Linked DNA regions of Mus musculus: regions 1, 2, 3, 5, 6 and 7 are each linked to region 4. A link is a contact called in public ChIA-PET and HiChIP or PLAC-seq data. All regions are on one chromosome and are shown on one strand. The core of a region is the stretch at or near the end of the contact, and the rest is flanking DNA. Distances in the headings are between cores, read along the strand shown.

Region 1 (2,700 bases), core at 47-2,546, 310 kb after region 4:
CTTGCTTCAAAAGTTTCAGAGGAGAAGAATGTTAGTATATGGCCTAAGACTGTTTTTGGTGAAGAATATGGCTACTTTTTGTTGTCTGAAGAGTCTTCCTAAGGAATCAGATTAATTGCATTGACAAAGGAAAGTCTCATAAAAGCCCATACTTATAGTGACACACTTCTTTCAACAAGGCCACACCTACTCCAACAAGGCCACAACTCCTAAGAATGCCACTCTCTGAGTCAAGTACATTCAAACCACCACAGAGCATCTCGCCACCCCACTTCCCCATCCTTTTTTTTTTTTTAAAGACAAGGTCTTGTGTACTCCACGCTGTCTCTAAGCCCCCTGAGATATCATTGCTAACCTTGACCTCCTGATTTTCTTGCCTCTACTTTCCAAGAGCTGTGATTACAGGTGTGCACAAGCCGATTTATGTGAGTTGCTTAGATCAGATTGGCCTATGGGCATGTCTGTGGGAAACTGTCTTGATTAATGATGGATGTGGGAGGGCCAACCCACTGTTGGCAGAACCATTCCCCAAGTAGGCGTTTCTGGGTTGTCTAAGAGGCTGGTTAAGTTAGAGCCTTGACAGAGAGGAGTAAGCCAGCAAATGAACCAGCAAGCATCATTCCAGGGCAGCCAGGGCTACACAGAAAAACCCTGTCTCAGAAAACCAAAACTACAACAACGACACTTCATCAGACTGTTACCACATTGGAACATGGAATTTGTGGTGACTTAAATTTTTGTTCCTGGGTCATGATCACTCAGATTTGACTCCAGAATAAAGTATCTCCTATTTCCTGTGAGATTTTTGTGTGTTTGTTTTTGTCTGCTCAGTACATAAGTTTGTATCCTACTTAAAACTGAATACTTTCCTGATCATAACTACTGTTAGCTCAGTCTGTGATCCATAGTTGCTCCCAGCTGGAAATGGGTATTTGGAGTGATCCTTGGGGCAGAAAGGTGGGTTTCTGAAAAGCCAGATGAGCCTTGATTGTAGCTAGAGGCAGGGTCTGAGGAGGGTGGGGACAGAGAAACCAGCTCAGCGACTTCTTGTTCAGGCTTTGGAATGCTTGAGCTTCTGTCATCTAGCAGCCTCGGCACTGGCCAGATTGCTCCTTTGTTGAGGGTCCCTTTCTCATGCCAGGTTCCTGGGATGTGGGAGGAGTCTCACATCAGCTGTGGCTGAAAGAAGATCCCTGCCAGTGAATGGGCAGGAGCCACACCCAGCCGAGGTAAGTTGAAGTGGGAGGGACCTCGGTGGAGTGAGTCACACTTGAGTCACCCCAAAGTGACTCAGAGCCGGGAATGGAATCTCCTGCTGGGAGGACAGTGGGACAGGAAATTCCAGCTGGCTGAAGGGAGGGATAAGGGCTAGGGATGTCGAATGCCAAGTTTATGAACAAAGGGGAGTTTGAGGAGCAGGGAGAGGAACCCTCAGAACTTGCCAAACAGGAAGTCATATCTGGACAGCAGGTGGGGGCAAGGCAGCTTGCCCCCACCTGCTAATGATCCGGGGTCCAGGTGAGAAGTCGAGAGGGCCTGAGTGCTGACCACAGTGCATAGACAAGGCACACCTCAGGCTCCATACTGGCCCAGGCCCCAAGGAACCTCCCATGCTAGTGTAATCCTCTCTTGCTGTCTACTATGGCCATTCGATCTCTTGAAGTCTTCCCACACCCAACCTGACACTCAACAAACCCTAGGGATGTATACTGGCAGTATGTCATTATGATGCTATAGTAGCTTTGGCTTTTTTTCTGTTTTCTTTTTTCCTTTTCTAAAGCTAAAGTGTCACTCTGTAGCCAAGGCTGACATGGTTGGGAACTCCCTATGGAGGCCAGGATAACCTAGGCCTCACAGGAATTCGCTTCTCTTTTGCCAGTGCCTCTTGGGAACTGGTATGCTACTAATCCTGGCTTAATGATTTTTTTTTTTTTTAAATGTAGGCTTTAGGAATGAAAACCTTCCTGTTTTCATTGTTAATACTTCTCCTTTGGTCTTTGGCTGGAGAGATGGTGTAGTAGAGCCCACACTGTTCTTACAGAGGATGAGTTTGATGCTCAGAGTCCATGTCGGATTTCTTACTATTGCCTGTAACTCCAGCTCCAGGAGGATCTGATGACCCCGCTGGCCTCGGTAGATACATGCACATCTTTTTGCTGTTGTTGCTTTTGAGACAGGATTTCTGTGTAGCCTTGGCTATCCTGGAACTTGTTCTGTAGACCAGGCAATAATCCTATTTGTCAAAAATAAGATCACTACCACACTTTCAAGCCAAATTTGAAACAATCTTTAATTAAATACTGGCCAGGTTACTGGACTCTAGCCAGGCCCACACCTGAGTTTTAAGGAAAATGCTCCCAAGTCACAGTTTTCAGATGCTTAAAAAGGCAAACCCCACAATTGACCTTCTATCCATCAGGGGCAAGTGTACATTCTGATGTAATTCTTGCCCACATGGGATCAAGTCCATCTGGTGCAAATGGCTCAAACACACGTAGGACAAACAGGAATATATTCTTAATTGCAAACAGAACTCAACCTGTAAGGTCTATTTTTCCTGTTGTGGTCTCACACAGGTTGGCCTTGAACTCAAAGAGATCTGTCAGTCTCTGTCCCCGAGTGCTGAGATTAAAAAAGTGTACCACCACTGCCTGGTCAATTAAAAAAGAAAATTAAATCTTCTAAAAAATCTTTTAACTA
Region 2 (2,700 bases), core at 133-2,632, 380 kb after region 4:
CCCAGCAAGGCATAAAATGGGAGTGCCTGGCAGTACATGCTGGTAATCTCAGCACGTTAGGGATACAGAAAGGAGAGTCAGCTTCCGGATCACCCTCCGCTGAATGTTTGAGGCTAGTCTAGGATGCAGAGATCAAGCCACGAACAACAAACAATCCCAACAGCACTACGAGGACAGACCCCTTGACTGATCCTTGCTTTTCTCGTCTGCTAGCTTTTCTCTTGATCTTCCTTCTTTTGGAAAGTTCTTCCCCATCTATCCACAAGCATGCCCCTTTACTTCTGTCTAGTCTTCTTGACTCACATGTTTCATGATGTGCCCTTTGCTGATCAAATTCATCCTTCTTGTCTATTTCCTTGCTTGTTTTCTCTGTAGCACTTAATCCGATCTGCTAAAAATGATGCTTGCTGCCTTCCCGTCCCAGCTACGTGATCTTGAATGGGTTCTTGTCCATTGCATTTGCATCTGTATTCTCAGTGTCTGGAAGTAATAGGTGCTCAGTGAACGTGGATGGAATGAAAAGGGGAACTCATGGCTAGTTTGTTGTGATATCACTGTGGCTGGGTGTCATTTTGGGAAAACACAGGTGCTATAGGTCCTGGGATGCAAGGAGCCAAAGGCTCCAGGTACCCCTGTGGAACCTTGCTTTTTGTTTTGTGCACTATACAGGTGTCTTACAAATCTAAGACTTGAGGGTGTGGCTTCCTGTGTCTCAGTCAGCCATAGGCAAGTCTTTCTCTTTTGAGGACTGTTGCCACGCGGTTTAGAAGGGATATGTTTTCAGTTTTGTTCTCTTTTAACTACTGAGGTTCACAGCTTTTGTTCCTAGCATGTGGGGACGGGAGTCATGCTGAAGTGGGCTAGTGGATTGTGTTTGTGGAGACAGACTGTCCTGCGGCTGAGGATCTGGGTCTGAGGGCAGCAGAGGCAGACACACCTGTTCAGTCAGTGCTCTGGGCTGGGGCTTTGGCACCCGGCAGAGGCAAGATAAGAACTGCAGATTAGAGGCCCAGAGGCTGTCTTCCTGCCTGTGTGGCTGAGGCCGTGCCTGGTAGAGCAGTATCTATAGCCCTCAGGACGGTGGCTGTGCTTCAGGAGTGAGGCAGGTGTTCTGTTTGTCAGAACAGAACTGCGTAAGTTGAAGGAGCCTGTACGGTAAGGTTCCTTTCTTTTCTCTATTTCCTTTCTCCTCCTCTTCATCCCTGACTTCCTTCCCCAATCTCATGGATCACAGGTTGGCTTCAGACTCACCGAGTATTAGAGAATGACTGAGAACTTTGGCTCTCTGGTCTCAGCCTCTCCTGCACTGCGTTACAGTGGTGTGCCACCCAACCCTGTGTTATGCATTGAGGATGTGGGGGGTATAAAATCAGGGCTTTGTGCACACCAGGCACTCTACCAACATCCAGAGCCCCCCCTCCCCCCAACTTTTTTGAGACAGCGTCTCATGTAGCCTAGACTAGCTTCAAACTTGCTATGTACTGACGTTGGCTAATCTTGAGACTGTCACTGCACTTGGCTCAGTTTATTTACTAAAATGTAACTTTTGAACTTTTACACACATGGCAGCTTTTTTTCTTCTCCCCTAGACAGGGTTTCTCTGTATAACATCCCTAGCTGTCCTGGAACTCACTATGTAGACCAAGCTGGCCTCAAAGTCACAGATATATATATACCAGCTTGGCAAATATATATTTGAATATATGAATATACAACTTTAGAGTGTTTGGAGACATGGATCAGCAGTTAAGAACATTTGCCTGTAACTCTAAGTCCAGAGGATCTGATGTCCTCCCTCTTCCGACCTCTGTGGACACTGAAACCACTCACTCACACATACATTTATATATATGTATATTACATAATCACATACATATATATATATAATACACACATACACACACACACACACTCTAGGTACAAAAAGCAGAAAAGCTTGTGAATTGTGTAAATCTAAGCTGGGACACACACACACTCTAGGTACAAAAAGCAGAAAAGCTTGTGAATTGTGTAAATCTAAGCTGGGGAAAGCTGGTACCCCAAGGCTTCACTGATGTTAGTGTAGTGTTTCTTGGGCAGGTCTCCTGGGGTCAGGAAGGGTTGCTGAGTAGAGTCTTGTAAGATCCAGGCTCAGCTAGAGCTCTTGAATGACAGTACATTGAATAAAGTTTTTTTTTTTTTTCTCTTTTGAGTTGGAACCCTGCTTTGTTACCCAGGAAGGCCCTGAATTTCTGGGCTTGAGAAATCCACCTGCCTGTTTCCAGACTAGCTGGGACTATAGATGTGTGTCACTTGGGTCGACTTAATAGAACATTAATTGCCAAAAGACAATGAATCGCAAGCACAGCCGTATGCATGGTAAGGCCTCGTGGTAAGTTCTTTAAAGCCTGTGGGCTGGCAAGATGGTTCAATGGACAGAGATGCTCAACACCAAGCCTGACAGCCTGAGTTCCATCTTTGGGACCCACATGGTGGAATGAGAGATCTGACTCTGGGAAGTTGTCCTTTGACCTCCACATATGCATCCTGATACGTGTTCCCTGCCCCCAACATTATATATAATAAACAGACAAATAAACAAATAGACAAATAAATAAGTAGAATGTAATAGAACCTGGTTCTTGGGCCACTTAATGGCAACTTTAGAGAGAGGACTGTAGATCTTTGAAAGCCTCAGTTTCTCCCCCTGCAGAGAGACAT
Region 3 (2,700 bases), core at 171-2,670, 340 kb after region 4:
TAAGAGGGCAGAAGAAAAGGTAGGATTTGAAGAGCCGATCAAAAGCAAAGCTTAATCTTTTGGACAGCATTTTTCAAAATGGGGTTAAAATTGACATGGATCGCATTAAGGGCGAAGCAACTGAGAACCCAGGAAACCGCATGTCGAGAAGCACGTAAAACAAAAATAAAAACGATACATCCTCCTCACCCATTCTACCACGTCCCCTCCTCTCTCCCTGCGGCACAACTCACTCCCAGACCGCTCTGCCCACGCATACTCAACTAAAAAATTCAGACCACGCCAACCATGCCACGAGGTGTTTTTATTTTCATCAATCATACAAATAATTTTCTATAATATCCCAGGGCAAACCGGTGAAATTTGGCAGTCCGATTAGTGGAGGGGTCCCCTTCAGAGACCCGCGGGCCGGTGGCATCGGCTCGGAGTGCCCGGGTTTCACAGTGCAGCTTGTGGCTCGCGTCCATCTTGCAGGTGGCTCTTCCTCCACATCACGAGGGGGTCTTGGAGATGATGGGGCGGGGTGGGGTGGGGTGGGGAAATCTTCCTAGGCTTTTAGGAGATTTCACTCCTCTTTTCCTGTTCAATGGCTGCGAAGGGAGGGATGTGGTCATTGGAGCTACCTTACAGCCCCCCATACCCAACCCACAAACCTGGTGTGGGTGAGGCACCCACGAGGCCTGCGGACAGAGAAGGGGTTTGGAAGAGACAAAGTGCTTTGTGTGACTGGAAGGGTGGCTGTGGCCTTAGATTCGGGGTGGGAAGATAGTGGCCGGATGGGGGTGGGGGTGCCGGGCTGGCACAGCAGGGAAGGGAGGAGCGCTGGGGTGGGAACCCGGGGCACACTTACTCTCTTTGGTCGGCAGGGTGTTCTTCTCCTGCGTCTCGGTTTTCTTCAGCTTGGCCTTATCGAAGCTGGCGATTTCCCCCATGTCCGGCTTGTCTGCCATTTTCTTACAACTCTGATGGGCGAAACAAGGTGATAATGGGTGGCCAGGGGCTTGGGGGTGACCAGCGCGTCCTGGATCCCGCGCCTTCCGCGAACGCCTCTCAACGTGGCATTCCCAGTCCTGGGCGTTCCCGCAGCCCGGAGGCCGAGGATCCTAGACTCGTCCACCACACCCTCCCTCCGAAGCCCCAGGGCGTGGCCTGCTAGCCCCAGAAGATTCCAAACCGCCGGGTCGCCTGTTGCAACCGAAGGGGAACGCGCCCGCCAGCCATAAACTGGCCCGACCCCACCCAGGGTAGGCCCCAAGGCCGGCGCTGTGCCTTACCGTGGATTCTCCTTCCGAGCTCGCGCTCCAGGTGCTCCCACTCTCGTTGCTGCAGCAAGAGACAAAAGAGCGGCGCCCGCCCCTCGTCTTATATACACCGCGCCCCGCCCCGCCTCTCGCCCGCCGCAACGAGGGCGTGGCCAGCCCGCGCGGAGGGCGTGGCCAGCGCGCGCGGGGGCTGGGGGGCGCTCAGCATCTCCAGGCTGCCTGGGGCTCCGCCCTTCTCGGCCCGCGTTCCTAACCCGTTGCGATCCCGCGTGGAGGGTGGCAGGCACCAGCTCCCGGTGGTCTCTTTTCTTGATATATCTCCTTTTCCTAGTACCCAGGAGCCTGCTGCTCACCCCGCGGGAAGGGCGTGGGGGGGGGGGCAGCGGGGAAGGACTTGGGGTTTTGTTGAATGTATGTGTGGTGTAGGGTTGTGGGTGTGCGGGCGAGCACGCGCGCTCTGCTGCAGCCCTGCTCGCGGGAGACACCCCACCCGCGTCGCCTCAAGTCTCTTGCGTTTGCTCTCCAGAGTCTCCTTCTTTCTATTTTCTTGTGGTTGGTGCTTCTTAAAACAAGCTGTTTTCAGGCATTGTCTAAGGGCGGAGGTGGGAGCTAGGACTCCCGGGAGGGCTCCGCTGTTCCTTTTCTCAGTGGCCTTTTAGAAACACTGTACTGGAGGGTGCGGTTTTTCTCCTTCAGTTAACCTTCAATGTGGTTTTTAGAAGGAAAAAGAGGGGAAAAAGCTCCTGTGCCTGCAAACCTTGCTTTTTCTTGTTAACCCATTCCAGGAGTGGGATACTGCACTCCTGAAAAAGTTACCTCTTCAGCTCCTACAACCCCCATGGACAGTGAGTTCTATTATATCACCCAGGGCTGAAACGCCATCCATCCCCACTCCCATCCCTTTTCCTGTGTTGAATATAGAGCATATTCTACTGATAGAAGAAAAAGAGGAGAAACATTTCCTGAACGGCAAACTTCATGGTTCAGATAGACAGACAAAGAGCAAAATATCTTTGCTTGAAGTAATAACAGTTTAGTGGGGGTGGGGGTTGTAGAGAGTTGTCTCATCCACGTGGGGCTCACCCACACGGTGGCTTACAAGCATCTGTAGCTCTAGTTTTAGGAGACTTGGCATCCTCTTCTGGCCTGCTTGGGCACCAGGTATGAGTTTGGTGTGCATAAAACACTCATGCACATAAAATAAAAATAAATCTTTTAAAGAAAGTTGTTTCTTATGTAACACAATCCTGTGATTTCTGTACTAGTCTCCTTTTTAAAAAATTATTTTCTTTAGAAAGGGCGTCACCTGTTTATGTAGCCATATGTTTATGGATCTCAGTATGTAGATCAGCCTGGATTTGAACTCATAGAGATTGGCCTGTTTCTTGAATGTTAGGCCTAAAAGCCTGTGTTATCATGCCTGGCTTTGTGCTTTTTA
Region 4 (2,700 bases), core at 140-2,639:
ACTGGTGTTTCCAGAACTGTCCTTATAAAGATCATCCTTCTCATTCTTCATAGAGTCTGTAAGTGTCCCCTCTTGGTTCTCACTGGAGGAAGGGCCCGGCACCTTTTCATTCTCTTCTTCAAGTGGTGAGCCTTCTTCCGGCTCTGTGTCACCCTCTTCAATCTCCTTGGTTTCCACGTCTTCAGTAGGCTCTGAAGACTTATCTCCTTTCTCTGGCTTTAAAGAGAAGTCAGAGTCCCCTGCCAGTGTTTCCCCAGATTCAGTTTTGGAAGTAAGTGTTGGTTTTTGTCCTTTTTCAGTTGGCTGGACTTTGTCAGTCTTCGAAGTCTCCGTATCTGGGGAGATTTTGGAGGTGGGCTTGTCCAAATCAACTTTCGTGGACTTGCCAGAATCATCTTCTGTGGCCTTATTCGAACCAGCTTCTGTGGGCTTGCCAGAATCACCTCCTGTGGGCTTGCCAGAATTACCTCCTGTGGGCTTGCCTGAATCTTCTGTGGAGCTCTGATCAGACTTTTCCAGTTTGGGGTTGACTGGTGAGAGGGGCCGCGCAGTTTCGTTCAACTCGGCATCCGTTTTCTCGGGCTGCCTTCTGGAATCACCCAAACTGTGATCGGTCGCGGCGGTCCGCGGCCCAGATTCCGCCTTACTGGAAACTGCTGCCAAAGTCGTCTTGTCCTGGTCTTTTTTATCTGACTTCTGCCCCTGACCGTCGGTCGGCCTTGTAGTCTTTACCTGGTTAGAAGAAGGCAGGGGAGTGGAGGACTGTTTGGAAGGCTGATTCGGAGGATTCTGAGAGTCACCTGAGTCGGCGTCTCTCTTATAAACGGACGGCAGAGCTCCTGAAACAAACAGAAAAAACAAAAAACAAAAAACAGTAAGTCCTCGGAAGAAGAGAAGCGGGCTTGACTTCTGAGAGCCTAGCGGGGATGGCCGAATGGGAAAGCGGAGATGGCTAGAGCAGGGTCGGGCCAGACAAGAAAGACGCCGGCTCCCGTAGCGACCCACCAAGGTGAGGAATGGGGAACCTAAAGGGGAGAGTGAGCTGGGCTGGGGTGGGGGTCCTTACTCGCCACCGCGACACTCAGCAGGAGCAACGCAACCTGGAACCGCATCCTGCAGTCTGCGCTTCCGCCCTCTGATGACGTGAGAGCGGCGCACGAGATTTTCCCGAGCGTGGCCCCTCCCTTTCCGGCGGACTGTTTCTCTTCCGGCGCAGCCCCGCCTTAGGGGTGGGGCTACCGGGCGACAGCAGCCGTTGTCTGTGTGTTCCGGTAGAGTGCCGGAAGTCAAGTCCAGCTCTTTATTCCCCCCCAAGTCCCTTCTGTTTCTCAGCAGTCTGCGGGGCTCGGCGATCTCGTTCTTGTTCACTTGGCCTCGTTTTTCGGAAGCTGTTGCGACCGGCAGGTGCTGCGTCGCCTTCGCTGCTTATGATGTAGGGTCGTGGGGCCGGGCGCCTCTTTGTCGCATCCTCTGCTCGTGTTTCCAACCTCTCCGTTGCCGATGCTGCTTTCTCACTTCACAAACAAATGTACTCTCTTCAGCACTTGCCCATCTAGAAGCAAACACATTTCATCCTGATCCTAATCCCTTTCTTGGCTGTATCCAGGGCCCTCTGAATTTACCAAGGTTTTTGATTTCTTGTTTGTTCTTCTGAATTTCTATGTGTTTGAAACCATATTGCTATGTGGGCACCTGCTGCCTCCTGAGTGTTTGGGATTACAGGTGCCTCACCACGCCCCTGTTGGGCTATTTATTTATTTAAGAAATAAAATATCAAAGATTTACTATTTTTATTTGTGTATGTGTGTCTGCCACCTGTGTGTAGGTGCTCTTGGAGGCTAGATGAGGGCATCAGATGCCCTAGAGCTAGAGCTTCAAGCGTTTCAAACTCTGTGGGTGTTGGAAACTGAACTCTGTTCCTGTGGGAGAGCAACAAGCCCTGAGCCATCTCTCCAATCCAGGAAGTAAGGTACTTTGTTACTCAAACAGGAAGACCTTGAGTTTCTGATCTTCCTACTGGACTACTGGCTTGTGTCTCCAATTTATGTGGTACTAGCAATCAAATCGTGGTTCTATGCACACTAGACAAACACTCTTGTCTCATTCACCACATATATATTCTTTTTCTTTCCAAGACAGGGTTCTTCTGTTTAACAGAACTCGCTCTGTAGACCAGGCTAGCCTTGCAATCACAGAGATCCACCTACCTCTGCCTCTTGAGTGCTGGGGTTAAAGACATGCACCACCACACCACACAAGCAACACATTCTTTTTTTTTTTTTTAAGGTTTATTTTATTTATTATATGTGAGTACACTGTAGCTGTCACCAGACACTGGAAGAGGGAATCAGGTCTTGTTACAGATGATTGTGAGCCACCATATGGTTGCTGGGATTTGAGCTCAGTACCTCTGGAAGAGCAGTCAGTGGTGCTCTTAACTGCTGAGTTATCACTCCAGCCCAAGCAACACATTCTTATAATGCAAACAACAAAATAGAATTTTAAAAGAAATATACTTAAAAAAACTTTTTTTAGAGAGCCAGGTGATGGTGGGACACAACATTAGTCCCAGCACACAGGAGGCAGAGGCAGGCAAATCTCTGAATCAGGCCAGCCTGATCTACAGAGTGAGTTCCAGGATAGCCAGGGTTACACAGAGAAACTCTGTCTTGAAAAACAACAGCAACAGACATCTTTAGT
Region 5 (2,700 bases), core at 74-2,573, 400 kb after region 4:
GGCTCCCACTTACTCACTCAGCTGGCAGAGCAACGCTGACCCCTTGGAGATCCAGTAATCACTGATCCTCTTGGAGGGTAAGAGGACAGTCACCACAAAGTTGGTTGAATGGCCTGAGAAATGATATGGGGGTGGTGGTGGGGTGGTGGGAGGGTGGGGGTGGTGGTGGGGGTGGGGTGGTGGGGGTGGGCAGGGTGGGAAAGAAGAGATGTTATTTAAACAGTAACCTCTGGATTCACGGAGATAAGATTACTGAGAGTCAAGAGGCTCTAGCTCCAGACCTGGCTGAACCTGAAGATGCTGGGCACAGCCCTCTGAAGGTTCTAGTTTTGGGCGATAAGAAAGGAGATTTTGGAATACATGGTGCTTTGAGGCCTCTCTGGCTTAGAGCTTATATCTTCCTGAGTATGTTTCAGGTTTTCTGTAGGTTGAACCTAGGAGCATTGGGCTGAGATTCAGGCCTGACTTAGGGGTTTCTAATGGTAGGTAGGGCATCTATACATGTGGTCGTCTATTTATCTGCCCTTCCTTCACTCCATCCTACACTGGAAAACTCTTGGGCTCCTGGGATGAACAGGTACGGGGACAGGCATTTTGTCTTCAGTGTGTAACCGTTCTGTGCAGCAAGTCACTCTTCAGGAGTTCTTTCCCTTCTGTGGCTGTCTACGGGGCCACTGAGAAGAAGATGGTGCCCTCGGATGGCGATGGCTCCTTCTGCACCACTCTCTCAGATTCCATCGGTGTGGAATGGACATCAGGGAAGGCAGCCTCGGACCCAGCAGAGGGTGCCTCTACCTTTTCACCTTTCTGGCCCATTGGATTCCTGGCTTTCCAGTGCCACAGCATGGCAAGCCGCTCTAGACACCTTCCCTGTGTATTTACTGGTTTTATGCAGTCCAGAAATTTGTCTCCATGCTTCTATGGGTGCCGGCCCAATGCAGGCAATCAGTGCCTGGAGTATGTGAGGCCTTCCCTGGGTCTGGAGGAAGACTCAGGATACAACTAAACCCCTGCATCCACTGACTGGGTTTAAGCAGAATCAATTCCCTGTTGGCCAGAAATGAGTGTAGCTGCCTTCCAAAATCCCCTCCCACTCAACCTCCCGGCGCCCTACTAAGGGATTTACTGTCCAATCTGCTTGGCTCACAGTTAGACAAGAAGCACCTCCAAGGGGTAGATGATTGGGACAGACATGTGTGTGTGTCTCATGTCACGTGCCCTACGCCGACATCCTGGAGGGCTGATGTCAGAGGTCTTGTGCTTCTGACAAACAGGATGGCCATGACACACATGCTGTGTAGTGGACTGCCGTTCAAGAAAGCAAAGGCTGGCTGCTTACTACAGAGGGATGGAGCGTGACTGGAAGGTTAAGGACAGTGCTGGGCAGGCATAGACATGTGGATCTCTATGAGCTGGAGGCCCAGCTTGGACTACGTGGCAGGTTCCAAACTGCCAGGGCTACGTAGTGATAGTGAGACCGGCTCAAAACAGATGGATGGATGAATGAGAAAGAAAAGGATGCAGAAATAAAGGCTGTGTTCCCACAGAAGGGATTTAATGGGCTTTAGAACTACAGAACCTGCTCACCAAAGCTGCTGTCTGCAGGCAGGACCAGGGCCTGCACCGCAGGGGCTTAGCTGAACTTACTCTGGGGGTGGATGGGGACCCCTTAGTGAGGAAACATGTTTTACATCTGAGAATAATTCAGGTGTTCATCACAATGGGAACCTGCTTTCGTCCTTCTTCATGCTGCTACAGTTAACAAGAGACTTGGACCGCCTTTAATTCAGCTTGCCTTGAAAACAGTACTATTGTGTTGTTCTAAACCAGACTGAGAAATTGTTAGAGCGCTCTCAGAGGTTAGCTGGGTTCACTGTTCATGTTTGATCATGCTTAGCTTTTCTTTTTTTGTGGAAAAAAAAATTAAAGCATAAATGGTCCTTCCTTATCCATCTCATGATACACACTTCACATGCCTTGTAGATTATTTTGAAGAAATATTACGTAAAAACTTTTGCTGCATCTATTTTGGTATGTGTCTCTAAATCCTGACTATTAAAGGCACAAATATCATAGCTAAAATATTACTTTCTAAGAGCTGTTCAAATTTTTCTAGTGTGCATACATACATGTATAAACTCATTATACACACACACTGTATGTATATATATGCATATATATACACACACACACATATATATATACACACATATATATATACACACATATATATATACACATATATATATATATATACACACATATATATATGTATATGTTATATTGGTACTTGACAGTTACTTAGATTCAGAGTTTAAATAAGGGCCACACTCCACAGCAATGATGTGTGTCCTAAATCACTTTTAACAATAAATTAAAATTGTAACTATAAATCTGCCTCTTTGCCACTCACTACAATATATTTGTTGACACAAACAGGTTGGTTCCACTAGGAGTCCCAGAATCTCCTATCTTTGTGAAGGAAGAAGGTTTAGGCACAGGGATGAGCTCACGCTCAGGTTTAAACGCCCTCTTCTGGCCAAAAGACGCTACTACATTTACTCACATGTATACTATTACATAAAATAAAATGTACACTATTACATAAAAATAAAATTTTATATTAAATCATTGGTAGACACTTGAAGCTTAATAACCAATTTTTAAAATGCTTAACCAACCCCTAATGGAATGGTTTTA
Region 6 (2,700 bases), core at 156-2,655, 320 kb before region 4:
CTTCTATGCCATCACTCCAGCCCTATCATATTTTTATTTTAAGGAGACGGTAGGCTGGGCATGGTGGTACATGTCTTAAATTACAGACTCAGGAGACAAAAGCAAGTGAATCTCTTTGAATCTGAGGCCAGCTTGGTCTATATAATGATTTCCAGGCCATCCAGGGCTGCATGTGTGATCCTGTGCGATCCTGTCACAGAGAGAAAGAGGAGGAGGGGGAGGGGGAGGGAAGGGAGAGGAGGAGGAGGAGGAGGAGGAGGAGGAGGAGGAGGAGGAGGAGGAGGAGGAGGAGAGCTAAGTGCCAGCATTCATTTCTCTACCTCCTGACTGCAGCTGCAATGTGACCACCTCACACTCCAACCACCATTACTTTCCCATTGTGGCGGATTGCACCTTCAGATTGTGTATCTCTGACTGTACTTTCAGACTGTGTACCTTCAGACTGTGAGCCAAAGTGTCTCCACTTTTAAATTGTTTTTCTCAGACATTTTTTTCATAGCAACAAAAGAATTAAGCAAAGAACCCTTATAATCAGTGTAAGCAGAGTTTTTAGGTAAAACTCTGGGTTATAAAAGCCCCAGCAACTAGGTTGTAGCCACCTATCTCCAGTACACCAGCTCAGTAGCTACGTAATGGTGAAAGCAGAGAGGGTATTGATCCAATATGGTCAGATAGTCACACTGTGAAGAGGGACAGATAAAGGGACCCAGCAGCCCTCACGTCTGTCTTTGGGATGCTGGCATGAGTTTTAACAGAGGAAGCATCAGGGAGCTAGAGGTCACAGTGTGGCCTGGTTGATTGTCTCAATTCTAGTTCTGCAAGGTGGTCCAAAGAATGCCTTATCAGCACCATCCCTTGAGGGGACCAGTCTGGTTTCTACAAGATGCTCTCTTCTGTCCCAGGGTGCTCCTAGCCTACTCATCACAGGTGAGAGCCCTTCTGGGCGGGGCGTGGAGGGGGCAGAGAGTGTATACTGCAAGGTGATGTTCTCTCTGGAGTCTACAGTAGCTGCACGTTTAGGTCAATGACTTCTCTCAGCATCTTCAGCCCTGAAGGGGGCTGAGTTACGCTAGATAGACCCTCCAAGAGTCATGTGGGACTAATATGTAGACCTGCAGAGGCAAGCAGGTACCCCAAGGGAAAGGAGACACACAAAGGAAGGGCAGAGATGGTGGGTTTCCATCCTGCTGTTAGCTGCCTTGCTGACCCAAGGGAGGAGGAGCCAATGCTTCTTAGGGAAAGTAGCTTCTGAGGGCGCCATCTCTGCGGAATCTGGGCTCGCAGAACCTGAACGGCCAGGAACACTGGACTGACAAACATAGGAAAAGTAAACAGGCTTTGTAGACATCCCTCTGCGTAGCAGCATTTCCTCAGCAGCAAACACAGATTCCCCCCTGCCCTGCTGCGGCACTGTGGCTGTCCTGTCGAGATTAATATTAACAGAGCTGACACAATGATCAGCCAAACCACAGCTTGGGCATGGCTGCTTGGCCACAAACACTTCCTGCTCCACTACTTGGACTTCATATCCATCAATACCCTTGAAGACATGGCTGGAATGCCCTAAGTTAGGAACAGAATGACCGAGGCTCTACACTCTGTGGCACTGTCATCAGAAGTGGGGAGGCCCAGCCCAGCATTGCTTCAGGAACCTCCACTAAAGTCAAGTCAGATCCCTGCCTATGCTGCAGAAAAGAATTTCAAAACATGGGAGTGAAGCGAGGTGGACAGGCTTATTTAAGTGGAGATAAGGAGAGCACGCGGTTGGCACTTAGGCAGGATGTTTACAGAGTGTGACTCATAGAAAAAGAGCGCCACACACCTAAGTGGGCTTTCCAGTAGGGAGAGTTGCCATTAGATGTCTTCAGAATGGCTGTGTAGAGGCTTCTGCAGCGAAGTTCTAGTTTCCAAAGTATCTGCTTTTACCACAAGGTAAATGATTAAGCGAAGCTTAAGTTTTAAGCAAAATTTAAAATTTATAAAAATGTTCTCACTGACTGACCCGGAACTCAATATGGAGGGCAGGCTGACCTCAAGCTCACAGAGGCGCGCCTGCCTCAGCCTCTGCTCCTACTGAAGACGCACACCACCTTGACCAACTCTCTCTTATCTTAAAGGACTCCCTTTTGTAAATGGAATTGTCCAGAATTAGGAATGAGAGGGGGGCATTCACACAGCTGAACTCAAGACCACAAGTATCGTGCCTCAAAGTCCGCCCCGCTGCTGGTTTGAGGCAGTGCTCCTCTAAGCGATGCTCCTCTAAGCAGTGTTCCTCTAAGTGGTGCTCCTCTAAGCAGTGTTCCTCTGAGTAGTGCTCCTCTAAGCGGCATTCCTCTAAGCAGCTGTGATTTTTTTGTTTTGAAGCTTCTGTCGCCCAGAGTTCTTTCCCTTTCTACGACCTGTAATTTAAAAAATTTACTTATTTTATGGAGGACAGAGGACAGTTTAAGGAGTCTGTTCTCTCCCACGTGAGTCCCAGGGAAGGAACTTGGGTCATTCATCTTGGCTGCAGATGCTTTTACCCACTCTCCCATCCCGTTTCCTGCCTTTCTATCCCACCTCAGCATCCATGAGAAAGCTGCCATTAGGGATGCTCCTTGCCTCAGTTTAAGGGAGAATACGATACACAGACTCCTGATGTTCACTAAATGGACTGACTCCATTTGCAACTGGCTGTAGAAAGGTCCAAGCTTGAAGGTG
Region 7 (2,700 bases), core at 157-2,656, 370 kb before region 4:
GGAGAGCTCAGGCTACGGGAGATAGCCCTGAGTCACCACTTACAACCTAGCCAATAGGCCATGTTTCCAGACTTCTCTGGGCCTGTTTTCTCACCTGCCAAGTCAGGACTGAAAGATGACTGACATCACAAGAGAATTAGAGAATTAGGTCAGGGCTAGGGGTGTGGTAGCTAGCATACACAAAGCCTTGGGTTCAGTCAGAGCACTATACCCACCGGGTATGGCGGTGCATTGCTGCAATCCTGGCACTGAGGAGGTGGAGGCAGGAGGATTAGAAGTTTAAAGCCATCCTCAGCTACATAAGGAGTTTGAGGCTAGCGTAAGTATGGGATACCCAGTATCAAAAAAGGAGAAAAATAGCCAGGCAGTGGTGATGCACGCCTTTAATCCCAGCACTTGGGAGGCAGAAGCAGGCGGATTTCTGAGTTGGAGGCCAGCCTGATCTAAAGAGTGAGTTCCAGGACAGCCAGGGCTACACAGAGAAACCCTGTCTCAAAAAACAAACAAACAAACAAAAAAGGAGAAGAGAGAAAAGAGAAAGGAGAAAAAAAGGGATTAAGATTATTTATGAAAGAGGCTTGGCAAATAGTAACCACTAGCAGGCGATCGAAAGAGTCTTTCCTTATAGCACAATGTATCTCCCACACCTCCTCCAGGAAGCCCCCCCTGAACACCTGAGTCCATTCACACACCCTGCTCTGGGGGAGGGGGCTTTCCAAGAAAAGTTGCCTGTGCCTGTACTGGGAGGCTTCTTTCTCAGTCACAGGGTCCCCCACTCTCTCCCACCAGTGTGCCCCTCCACCTTTGAGCCAAGGACTCAATGGGTACAGAACAACGTGGCTAACAGGATCTTGCCCCTCAACCGGCTCCACCCATTTTACCCACCCCCTTCTTTCCAGCCCCTTGTCTACTTGTTCCTAGTGCTTCTGTCTCCACATCTCTGGGGCTCTGTTTGCATGAGGGGAAAAAAAGTCTTCATGCACACACAGAGCCCAGAAAGCATCCAGTTGCTCCCGGGCCGCCTGCCAGCAATTGAGTGACCTGCAGCTTCCTCCCCAAATCACATTCCACTGGCACGGATCTTGCCCCGCCTGACGCCAGCCTCCGAACTCGCCCCCAGAGCAAACATTTCCAGTTGGCAGCCTGGCCTTGTTTTTCTGAGGCCCTAATTCAGTCTCCCTTGTAGAAAACAGAAAACAAAACTCCGTGGGACCAAAAACTGCAACAAAATAAACTTTTAGAGTTAGGGGGCTGGAGGGCGAGAGCTGTGCTCCAAGGCATACAGAAAAATATAAGCTTCAGGGGGTGCAAAGAGTTTTAAGAAGCAAACCCACATGCTGCCCAGCACCCCGCCTCTCGTGCTGGCTTGGAGGCTGAGACCAATTCATTCAGGCTTCTGCTAAAGACGACTCTGTTCTCATTCATAGCCGAGCTGGGAGGACAGGAGAGAAAGATGAGGGGAGACTGGAGACTGTGAGGAGAGGGTGGTCGGGCGTCAACACTGGTGTTTGTTCCAAAGGGGAAATTACAGGAAGAAAAGTAAACACGGCCATCCAGATTTGAAGGCCAGTTCGTGCAGTGTCAGGGCGCTAGAGGGACGGGGTGTGTGAGCGCGTGTGCTAGCGTGTGTACATGCCTGTGGGCGCCGTTGGGTTTGCTGTCTCAAAATAAGGGCTGCTCAGTGGAAAGATGTCATAAGCCAGACTTGGGCAGCCAGGGGATGGGCCAGCCAGGGAGGGCTGAGCCTGGCGCCCAGGCCTGCTCATGAGGTCAGGCAAAGGCCAGGTGTCAGAGCAAGGGAGTGTCGCCAAGGCCTGTTAGCCAAGGGCCAGGGCGTGTGGGGACAGAATTCTGAAGGTCAGGCTCCATGGGGGTCCTTCCTCAGGAAAGAGATGGGTTCACAGCTTCACTGATGGACTTGGTCTGGGGGCTTTGTGCTTAGATCGGTTTAGGGGATGGCCTTGGAGCTAAATGACCCCCCTATCTGTACAAGGACAGAGAGCAGAGAGAGGCGGTCAGCAGGCAGCAGGATGAGGACGGACAGACTTAGATGCCATCAACACACAGATGAGCAGAATGGCTAAAAGTGTTATGGTCAGGAACTGGAGTGCTGGGAGCAGCTAGACACTCAGGTGGAGGTTGCCTCCCCTCCATCCAAGCCAGAAAGTTTGCCAGACATTAGGGATCAGGGACTCGAGAGAAGCTGAGCTGCTTCAGAGAGCTGGAAAACTGTAAGGGAGGGTTGAGAGTAAACACTCCAAGGGACCCAGGTAGCTTCTTTGACTGTTGCTATGGTGCAAGCTCCCCACAGAGAGGACCCTGCACCTGATGGAGAACTAGCAAGATGAATGAGGTCTCAGGGTGAGGGGCTTGACAGAGTTCTAAGAGGCTGACAGTAGGGACTGAGTAGTGACAGACAGGGTTGCTGAAACAGAAATTCACTCGCAGAAAATGAAAGAGAAAAGCCAATGTTGCCCAGAGGGAGACCATGACAGGGCCACCTAGGATGTCATCAGATGTGTCTCCCTGCCACTCATCAGCTGGATCGAACTTGATCTGACTGGCTCCTGAGAAGGTGAATCTCAGATGGCTAGCCTGGATGGTTCTCTTTGTCCAGGGTAAGGAATTCCTCCTCTAGAAATGGTTGGGAGGTTCTTTGGCCCTTGGCCCTTCTCCAGTGACTCTCCTCACAATCTTCAA

Evidence for each region. ChIA-PET counts read pairs in DNA pulled down with a chosen protein or histone mark. HiChIP or PLAC-seq counts read pairs in DNA pulled down with a chosen protein or histone mark.
Region 1: a contact with region 4 is called in an H3K27ac HiChIP or PLAC-seq map of trophoblast stem cells, with 10 read pairs. The contact joins the enhancer-like site here to the promoter of Tgoln1 in region 4. A contact is called at or near these places in 1 of 39 promoter capture datasets (the HPC-7 cell line and HPC-7-derived erythroid cells), 1 of 484 Hi-C or Micro-C datasets (cortical neurons), 9 of 115 datasets of contacts at active chromatin or transcription factors (the 230-238 cell line, the SCID.adh cell line, differentiating embryonic stem cells and 4 more) and 2 of 9 other capture datasets (adipose tissue and pancreatic islet).
Region 2: an H3K27ac HiChIP or PLAC-seq map of regulatory T cell precursor shows a contact between it and region 4, with 2.4 times the contacts expected there. The contact joins the enhancer-like site here to the promoter of Tgoln1 in region 4. A contact is called at or near these places in 1 of 484 Hi-C or Micro-C datasets (CD8 T cells) and 3 of 115 datasets of contacts at active chromatin or transcription factors (bone marrow-derived macrophages, memory CD8 T cells and regulatory T cell precursor).
Region 3: an RNA polymerase II ChIA-PET map of effector CD8 T cells shows a contact between it and region 4, with 33 read pairs. The contact joins the promoter of Tmsb10 here to the promoter of Tgoln1 in region 4. A contact is called at or near these places in 3 of 39 promoter capture datasets (the C10 cell line, hippocampal neurons and neural stem cells), 1 of 15 datasets of contacts at CTCF or cohesin (the NIH/3T3 cell line), 6 of 484 Hi-C or Micro-C datasets (CD4 T cells, the MNK3 cell line, embryonic stem cells and 2 more), 9 of 115 datasets of contacts at active chromatin or transcription factors (effector CD8 T cells, embryonic hindbrain, embryonic midbrain and 4 more) and 2 of 9 other capture datasets (adipose tissue and liver).
Region 5: a contact with region 4 is called in an H3K4me3 HiChIP or PLAC-seq map of bone marrow-derived macrophages, with 2.8 times the contacts expected there. The contact joins the enhancer-like site here to the promoter of Tgoln1 in region 4. A contact is called at or near these places in 3 of 39 promoter capture datasets (3T3-L1-derived adipocytes, cranial neural crest and hippocampal neurons) and 2 of 115 datasets of contacts at active chromatin or transcription factors (bone marrow-derived macrophages and microglia).
Region 6: a FOXA1 HiChIP or PLAC-seq map of pancreatic cancer cells shows a contact between it and region 4. The contact joins the enhancer-like site here to the promoter of Tgoln1 in region 4. A contact is called at or near these places in 1 of 115 datasets of contacts at active chromatin or transcription factors (pancreatic cancer cells) and 1 of 9 other capture datasets (adipose tissue).
Region 7: a contact with region 4 is called in an HNF4G HiChIP or PLAC-seq map of pancreatic cancer cells. The contact joins the enhancer-like site here to the promoter of Tgoln1 in region 4. A contact is called at or near these places in 1 of 484 Hi-C or Micro-C datasets (embryonic stem cells) and 1 of 115 datasets of contacts at active chromatin or transcription factors (pancreatic cancer cells).

The regions. Positions count from the first base shown.
Region 1 is chr6:72,925,730-72,928,429 of GRCm38.p6, forward strand. No RefSeq gene overlaps it. Among named protein-coding and RNA genes, the nearest start is that of Kcmf1, 27 kb to the left of the region's middle. Within about 2 kb of position 1,297, at least 175 of the 459 cell types and tissues checked have an H3K27ac peak or open chromatin away from gene starts, as enhancers often do. A contact at or near this core is called in adipose tissue, differentiating embryonic stem cells, embryonic stem cells and 2 more, where this site is marked.
Region 2 is chr6:72,992,544-72,995,243 of GRCm38.p6, forward strand. No RefSeq gene overlaps it. Among named protein-coding and RNA genes, the nearest start is that of Gm31547, 13 kb to the right of the region's middle. Within about 2 kb of position 1,383, at least 62 of the 459 cell types and tissues checked have an H3K27ac peak or open chromatin away from gene starts, as enhancers often do. A contact at or near this core is called in CD8 T cells, memory CD8 T cells and regulatory T cell precursor, where this site is marked.
Region 3 is chr6:72,957,063-72,959,762 of GRCm38.p6, forward strand. Tmsb10 (thymosin, beta 10) reads right to left here and starts at 1,421. Exons shown (of 3, transcript NM_025284.4): 1 at 1,275-1,421; 2 at 851-962; 3 at 285-590. The coding sequence starts at 950. The coding sequence ends at 556.
Region 4 is chr6:72,615,611-72,618,310 of GRCm38.p6, forward strand. Tgoln1 (trans-golgi network protein) reads right to left here and starts at 1,390. Exons shown (of 4, transcript NM_009443.3): 1 at 1,067-1,390; 2 at 1-839. The coding sequence starts at 1,112.
Region 5 is chr6:73,017,733-73,020,432 of GRCm38.p6, forward strand. It overlaps Dnah6 (dynein, axonemal, heavy chain 6), which reads right to left. Exons shown (of 77, transcript NM_001164669.1): 77 at 1-113. The coding sequence ends at 10. Gm20560 (a long non-coding RNA gene) reads left to right here. Exons shown (of 4, transcript XR_001785283.2): 2 at 1-77. Among named protein-coding and RNA genes, the nearest start is that of Gm20560, 7.2 kb to the left of the region's middle. Within about 2 kb of position 1,324, at least 5 of the 459 cell types and tissues checked have an H3K27ac peak or open chromatin away from gene starts, as enhancers often do. A contact at or near this core is called in bone marrow-derived macrophages, where this site is marked.
Region 6 is chr6:72,291,771-72,294,470 of GRCm38.p6, forward strand. No RefSeq gene overlaps it. Among named protein-coding and RNA genes, the nearest start is that of Sftpb, 11 kb to the right of the region's middle. Within about 2 kb of position 1,406, at least 45 of the 459 cell types and tissues checked have an H3K27ac peak or open chromatin away from gene starts, as enhancers often do. A contact at or near this core is called in pancreatic cancer cells, where this site is marked.
Region 7 is chr6:72,243,390-72,246,089 of GRCm38.p6, forward strand. No RefSeq gene overlaps it. Among named protein-coding and RNA genes, the nearest start is that of Atoh8, 9.2 kb to the left of the region's middle. Within about 2 kb of position 1,407, at least 151 of the 459 cell types and tissues checked have an H3K27ac peak or open chromatin away from gene starts, as enhancers often do. A contact at or near this core is called in pancreatic cancer cells, where this site is marked.